2 separate regions of the Mustela erminea genome follow, and region 2 is linked to region 1. A link is a contact called in public Hi-C data. All regions are on one chromosome and are shown on one strand. Each heading gives the region's core, a stretch centred on a gene start, on an enhancer-like site or on the middle of the called end of the contact. The rest is flanking DNA. Distances are from core to core; before and after follow the strand shown. Region 1 overlaps LOC116579026 (basic proline-rich protein-like). Region 2 overlaps ZFHX3 (zinc finger homeobox protein 3).

The links. Hi-C and Micro-C count contacts between places; a contact is called where the count stands out from the background.
Region 2: a Hi-C map of spleen shows a contact between it and region 1, with 7 times the contacts expected there. The contact joins two enhancer-like sites. A contact is called at or near these places in 2 of 3 Hi-C or Micro-C datasets (skeletal muscle and spleen).

The regions. Positions count from the first base shown.
Region 1 is chr19:45,774,191-45,777,786 of mMusErm1.Pri, forward strand. All of the region lies in intron 6 of LOC116579026 (basic proline-rich protein-like), which reads left to right. Among named protein-coding and RNA genes, the nearest start is that of ZFHX3, 190 kb to the right of the region's middle. Within about 2 kb of position 1,836, the one cell type or tissue checked has open chromatin away from gene starts, as enhancers often do.
Region 2 is chr19:46,075,308-46,078,903 of mMusErm1.Pri, forward strand. The region is part of intron 3 of ZFHX3 (zinc finger homeobox protein 3); the gene reads left to right. Among named protein-coding and RNA genes, the nearest start is that of ZFHX3, 110 kb to the left of the region's middle. Within about 2 kb of position 1,659, the one cell type or tissue checked has open chromatin away from gene starts, as enhancers often do.

The DNA of each region.
Region 1 (3,596 bases), core at 586-3,085:
TTCTCCAAGACTCTCTCTCCGAGCAGTGCATGTTGGGCTTAGATAAAAATTGCAATGGTATGCATCAAGGGCATAGGCATAGTAGGCAAGAGAGAAATTGTGTAAATTCTAGTTCGGGTTCAGTTATATCATACATTTTGTTTTCTTTTGGGATCTCTTGTTGCTGGTAACCATAATATAATGTTCTGATCAGGGATTCTTATTCTTTACTACATCCAAAGCGCTACCTGGCTGGTCCTGATAATACAATAGATGAGAAGGCATGAATATGGTGGTTCCTAACAAGAGGTCTACAGGCCCCAGTAATTCCATGGATGTGTTGAAGCCCCCACAAAAGCATACGGGAAATTTGGGCCATCCGTTAACTTCTCTGCGGAGAATCTATAACGTTTATCATTTTCTTAATCGAGCTATGCCCCTCCCAGAACCTTAAGAACCCTTTGGACATGAGTGTTTTGACTCAAAGAAGTCTTCCATAACTGAGTCAGGAATCTCCTGGTCAGGGTTTCTCAGTGCATGAATGAAGAAAATTCAAGTAGTAATAATAATGCTCTCGACAATGATGTGGGTGTTGTCTAGTTGTATCCATGGGACAACATGAACTTCATATCCTCCTTCTCCACCATCTTCCCCATAAGTGAAGTTCTCAATAATAATAATGCTCTTCTTATTTGCTGAGTGTTTATCCTGTGCCAGAGCACTTTTCCAAGGATATTATGCAGGTGCATTTAATCTTTCTCACAAGGCAACTATTATGATCCCCATTTTATAGTTGAGAATTCTGAAAGACAGAGAGGTAGGCAGCTGGCCCAAGGATACAAAGTGGGAAAGTGGCAGAATTAAGACATAACCAGGGACTGGCCCCACAGTACGTGGGCTTAACCGAGTGCTTTAACCACTCTGCTCTAGAGCTCCTTGGCTGAGGGACACTCCCAGCCAGGGACTGTCCCTTTCAAAACAAAATTAAACTGAGAGTTAAAGGAAATGCGACCACTGAAAAAATAAGCAAGAAAATAACTCGCCTCACCCCACTCCTCATTCCCTGGATATTAGCAATTCAGGGGAATACCAGCAAAATGCGCTAGAGAGGACTCCAGGGGTCGTGGGCAGGTTCTAGGGGCCCAGGGGGGTTAGTTGGTCCTCAAATTTCAGGATCCATAATGGCTTCCATTCTCCAATTCACAGCCCCTTCTCTTCTCTCTTTTAATGTTCCCTGTCCCCTTCAAGGAAGACAGGGTGGAGATTTTTAACAGACCAGAAAATAAAGGCCCAAAAAGGTTGCACCTTCCCTAGGACCTGGGTCTCTTGACCTTCAGTCCAGTTCTCTTTCCACTGTTTTTGCTTCTTGGCCTGTCAGTGTCCCTTGGCATTGGAGAATGAAACACCCCAACAGTTAAGAATTCTACGTGCACCCAACTCCACGCAGTGGACACCTTTTTTTCATTTTTTTAAGTTTTTATAGTGGACACCGCTTTATTTGTGGGCACGCGGTAGGCCCTGAACCAAGGCAAAGCACATTACTTCCAATTTATCTCATTTAATTCCCAAAATACCCCAGTGAGCTGTTACTTCCCCAAATTCTCAGGCAAGGAAACTGAGGCATGTTAGCCCAGCTAGGAAATTACAGAACCTGGACTTCAGACCCATTCCCCATCGTTGGCTCTTCACCGCTAGGCCATGCTACTGTCCAAAGAGACAGGAAAAAGCAGAGGAGGAGGAAATGAACAGCCGATTTTGTATGATGAGCAATGCTTTCTACCCTCTCTGAGGACGGCGCAAACGGAAATCTGTTTCAAGCACTAGCACATGAGGTTAAAATTAAAGAGGACAATTACGAGCGATTAGTCACTGGAGTGGGGCTCCATGGGCGTCTTCAAAAATAGGATCAGCCTCACTCCCTTGGACCTGGCACAGAGGAGCAGTCAGAGAAGTCTTTTCTAGGCTGTGATTCTGTGATTAACTCTTTTAAAGGAGCCCGACTGCTGAAGCTCGTTAGAAACAATGGCCCCATTTCTCAGGGGCTGTCGAGTCAAGCTGGTCCTGCGGAAATTTCTTTGGCACCCAGGGATCATGAAATTCACACCAGAGGCGCTGGCACTGGATCGCTCTCCTCTGTGGAGACCTCAGGAAGGGAGCAGTCACTCAACCTTTTTGTTCTGAAAACCCAGGAAGCCCAGGCAGCCAGTGGTTTGGGTTTCAGCCCTTCTGAAGGCATCATTTCAAACGGCCGCTCTTCCGAAATTTGAATTCACTCGAGGTCCCAGGAGAAGCATCCTGAATGGGCACAGAGGGGTGGGCAAGTCTTTGAAAGGCCGGTGGGGCAAAGTGTCGGGGGCCAGCCCCTGAGCTGGAGGGAAAAGCAGCAAGTGAGGCTTCCCTACCGGTTACAAGGGCAGAAGGGGCCCTTCTGTCTCTGGATCCCCTGAGAATTAAGGAGAATGTCCCAGACAGGGGCCCTCAGGAGTTTGCATGGGCCCCCTGTCAAGGACGGCCTGCCAGTATGACTGAGCGGCTGCCAGCAAAGCTTCCAAAGGGGAGACCCAGAAGGCTTCATCTGTGATGTGCTCAGTGGGTAAAACTCCTCTTCGTGGAACCTTCCCTCAGCTTCCAGCATTATGTCCACCAGAGAGTGTTCTCACAGTGTTAAGGAGGCCTGGCTCGACCACGACCATGAGCCGGAGAGGCCAGAAGGCTCCCTCCAACGGCGAATGGGGTCCCCGGGGCAGCACAGCTCAGGTACCTGGCTCCGGCCCACAGAGAATTTGGATTTGGCCTCCAGTAGTAAAAAAATGTGTACCTCCAGGGTTCTCTCTGAAAGAACTATGGGCAGGTTAGAGCCAGAGCATAGACTGACTTATAGCCACTGTAGAAGAAAAGGTGAGAAACTAGGGGAAGGGGGGGGGCAACAAAAAAACAGGTGGAGTGGGGGGAGAGAAGGGAAGGGTTTTTTATGGGTTTTTTCCTTTCTTTTTTCTTTTTTTTGTTTTTTTCCTCCTGCAGCAGTGTCTCTTTTGGAGATCTAAAATCTGCAAGTGTTACGTCAAAGCTTTCTCCAAATGACTTGATGAGGGTTTTTTGTTGTTGGGTTGCTGCACTCCCGGGACTCATTGGGATGGCAGGATAAAAATTAATTAGAGGCTGTTTGGAGGGGGCTTTGCAAGACAGCCTGAGGCTACGCTTCAGTCTGGTTGTTAGAAGCAATATCATCACCGCCTCCTTGCCCAGCGAACAGACCTGCGCTGGGGCGGCCGGGGGGAGCCACGGAACGTTCAACACAGACATCAGAGCCAAGACTTCCTCCCAGAGAGATTACTTACCACAAGCCAGTGGATCTACCTGCTGACAACCTCAGAAATATGTCTTGTTTCATTTTCAGATTTTTAAGAGGGGTTACATAGGAAGCTTACAGAATTCTGTTAAAACAGCTCTAGGAGGAGGAGGCACCGCTCTTCCATACCTCTGAAAATGACGCTCAGGCCAGGCAGAGCCACCAACCAGACACAAGGCAGGCAAGGTCCTTTCCAGGTGTGGATTTGCCTCCTTCATAGGGGGTGGCCAGCGGGAAAGGGGACGCTAGAAGTTGGCACATTTCCACA
Region 2 (3,596 bases), core at 409-2,908, 300 kb after region 1:
GGCCCCAGGCCCCAGGTACTCAGGGAGCAGGACTGGATCCCCCCAATCCGCAGGTCTTCTTGGGGAACACACTGGTGGGGGGTGGCGAGCGCCGACCATGACCTCTGTTCTCACTGCTGCCCGGGCCTCCGCTCATACACCAATTTCCAAGTTGGTCATGAAATTGTTGCAAATCACCACAGGGCTGCCAGTCGGCGCACACACACCTCCTTCGGGAGCAGATCTCACCGCACGCTGGGGATTTAGGCAGTCCCCCTTGCCAGCATGCTAAGCATAAGGTAGGTTCAGAGAACAGTTTGCATTTGTGGTGAACAAAGCCACCCTGACTGAAGGGAAAATTTCCGTAGCTGTGCTGTCATCACCTCAAAAACCTAAGGTGCCCCAGGAACGCTGCCCTTTTAGAATATATTTGTCTGCCACAATTCTTCCACCGGAGGGCTGTGCGCTCAGCCAGGAGACAGGCGTGAGGAGGCTGGGTTTGGCCCGAGTGCCAGTAAGTGCTGTCTGGGAGAAGCAGTTGTAAAAAGGAGACAGGGATGGAAAGAGATTTTTTAAATACCTGCAGCCACTGTTTTATGTGGGGATCGAAGGCAGAAGGGATATCAGGAAGACCTCACAGTGATTCAAGATTTGCTGCTGGTTCTCTAGCCCTTCAACAGGAAAATACATTCAAATAGAAGGGGTGCCCTCATTTGAGGGCCACTGTGGGGTGTACCCATCAAAGTCGCCTTTTGCTGTAGGGGTGGGTCGTGGTCTCTGGAGTCTTCTAAAAAGCTCACCACCTTACTTGCTTGTGCCGGGCCTGCTGCCCCCTGCCAGGCACAGGCAGGGCATAGGGAGCCAAGATGACTGCCCCATCCCGGTCCTGGCTTTGCCCTTGAGAAAACAATCCTGGTGTGTTTTGCTTGGTTCTGAGATAGTATTCAACTCCTGGGGAAAAGATGGTTTTGGTTTGTCTAATCCAGCCTTAAAGATGGCGCAGTCGCTGCTGTGTGTCTTAGGGAAGGGAAGCGACTTCGTCAACTGAGGGAAAGACAGGATTTTCCACATAAAACCGGATCGTCGGTCCATCAAGTCTTTACTTGTTCCCACTGTCAGTAGCCGATATTATTTAGGGGGGGACAATCAATTTCCATAATGACCCCCAGCCAGTTGCCACTGACTGCAATCTGTGATCTGGGAGAAATCACCCAACCCCCTCCTGCTCCATCAGCTCAGTTGGTGTCAAATATACATTCCTAAAGGGAAGAAGGCCTAGATAACCAGCCCCAGGAGGTCCGAGTGTGGATGCCTTTGCTCCCCGGGTCCCCACGTGCGGCAGACCAGGCCCTTCCTTGGGTGCCCGAAGCCTGGGTCTTAGTGAGTGGGCATTTCTTTAGGTTTGGGGGACCAACAAAACATACTCTGCCCACAAAGCATTGCGGATCTGAGCCGCCCAGACAAATTCATAGTTTGTATCTCTGTTTTTTCATCATTTCTCTACCTTTATGGTATTCAGAGCTCAGTTTTCTGGTTACTGTCAGCCTGGGCTTTCATCCATTTTAAAGAGCTATTTTCCCTCTTGCTGTTGATGATGATGGTATAAAGACAGATGGTGTAACTGCTTATGAATGTCCTATTTTATTTCCCCAGGACCAGACAGTTCACTTGAAGACGTATATTATTTCCACATGCTCAGGTTGGGCGGCCCAGACAGTGTCTGCTTCCTGCAGCTAGCTGCCCTTCCAGGCCTCGCCATGCAGAGGGCGACACCTGTAGGTCAAAGGTGGAACTGCAGGGAAGTGCCTGCTCAGCTGATCGGACCCGGCTTTTAGTTGGGGGTGAAGACTCTGACCCCCTTGTAAAGAAAGCTGTCCAGGAGTTTCTCGATCGTTTCTCCTCCCACCAACCATATAAAAGCCTTTCAGTGAATGAGTGACAAATGATAACTTTAAACCTAGGAACTGAAAAAGAAGAGGATTTGATATTTAAGTCCTAAAAATAAGAAAGGGGAGAAACAAAAAAGTCCCTGAATTCACCTCTGTCCTCTGCCCTCTCCTTGGAACTGAGCTGCCTTCACTTTTCTGCCTGTAGTAGGGCAGGGAGGGAAGAAAGCAGAGAACCCACGAGGCTCGTCGGGTGAGGGCTCCGGGACTATTCACCAAGCACCGTGCGGTTTCCTTGCTCGTTGTATCCACAATGTGCTTATTCTTCACTCTCTCTATCTTCTGAATAAGGTTTGTTTGGAAAGGCTCAGAGGACTGGGGTCTGTGCCAGAGCGACCGGGAGCTCTTCACTCTGTGCTCCGATGGCTGCGGCCCACATGCTGTGGAGGAGAGCGGTGCCGGCCTTGGAGGAGGCCTCCTCTGCAGAGCAGCCCCTCAGACGCCGTTCAGCACATCAGGGTCTTGTCTGTTTTGTAGGTGTTGGGCTGTGTCCATCTAAGGTGACTCTGTGTGTGTGTGTGTGTGTGTGAGTGTGTGTGAGTGAGGTGGACAGGAGGGGCCGTTTCAGCCATCTCTGTATAATCAAATACGATTAATACCTACCTCGCTATGGAGAGTTTGAGTCGCACCATGGACTGGGACAAAGGACCGTGTTTTGAGTGTTCTAGCTCCTTTGGGTAGACCCAGTTTAATACCGATGGATTGAATTCTGGTATCACCGTTCAAAGATGGATTTTGTAGTTACAGCGTTGAACGGTTTTATCAAAAGTGTTAAAAATGTGCATGGAACACCCTGCCCGGACATAACGAAGACCGCATATGTGTCACACCGTGTGACTTGGTTGTTATTCTCGACTAATACTTGTATAGAATGTTTTTATCTCTACTTGACGATGTATAGTGTTAATATGGGACTGTATATCAGACTGACTTCAAACCGTGGTTGCCTGAGTTTTCTCTGAACTGAGGTGGGTATGGGAGACTTGCTGTTAACTTTACTATGCAGTAAGACAAAAGGGAAATACACAGAGTAGATGTGGAGGCCTCTTACTTGGGGATGAAAATAAGTACTCTTTGATTTCATCTGGTTCCTGTGACTACCTCACAAATCCTCTCTTGGTGGGAATGAAGAAAGAATGTTTCCCGACCCCACGTTCGATTTTCTAGTCCTTGGACTTCCATTGTCTTTCTGGGAAAAATTTAGGAAAATCAGGCTCTGAACAGATACTTTCTTCCTCAAGTGTTTTATAAACCCTCTGTGGTCATTTTACTCTGAACTGCTTTTACTTCCTTTGTGTGATGACATTTAGAAGCTATTTTCTGCAGGGTTGGGAAGGATAACACTTGAAACATTGAAAGGCAGGGTGGTGGCTCCAGAGACCTAGGGTGACATTGGTCAGAGCCCCAAGGCCAGCACCTGGTCCCTGTACATCCGGGCTGGTGGCAGCCCCAGGCAACAGATGTGGGCATCCAGGTTCTCATCCCAAGAAGCTGTGCTCTTCAAAGTCTGTGGATAATGTCGCCACGAAGCCACCTTGGTTAGCCTGTCTTATTCATTTATTTAACCCGTCCTTAATGAGTGTTTTGGGTGATGATCCAGAGGACCAGAGAGCAGGAGAGAAATGTCTCACCTCCTTTCCCTCAGCATCTGTAGCATATCTTAGCCTCTGC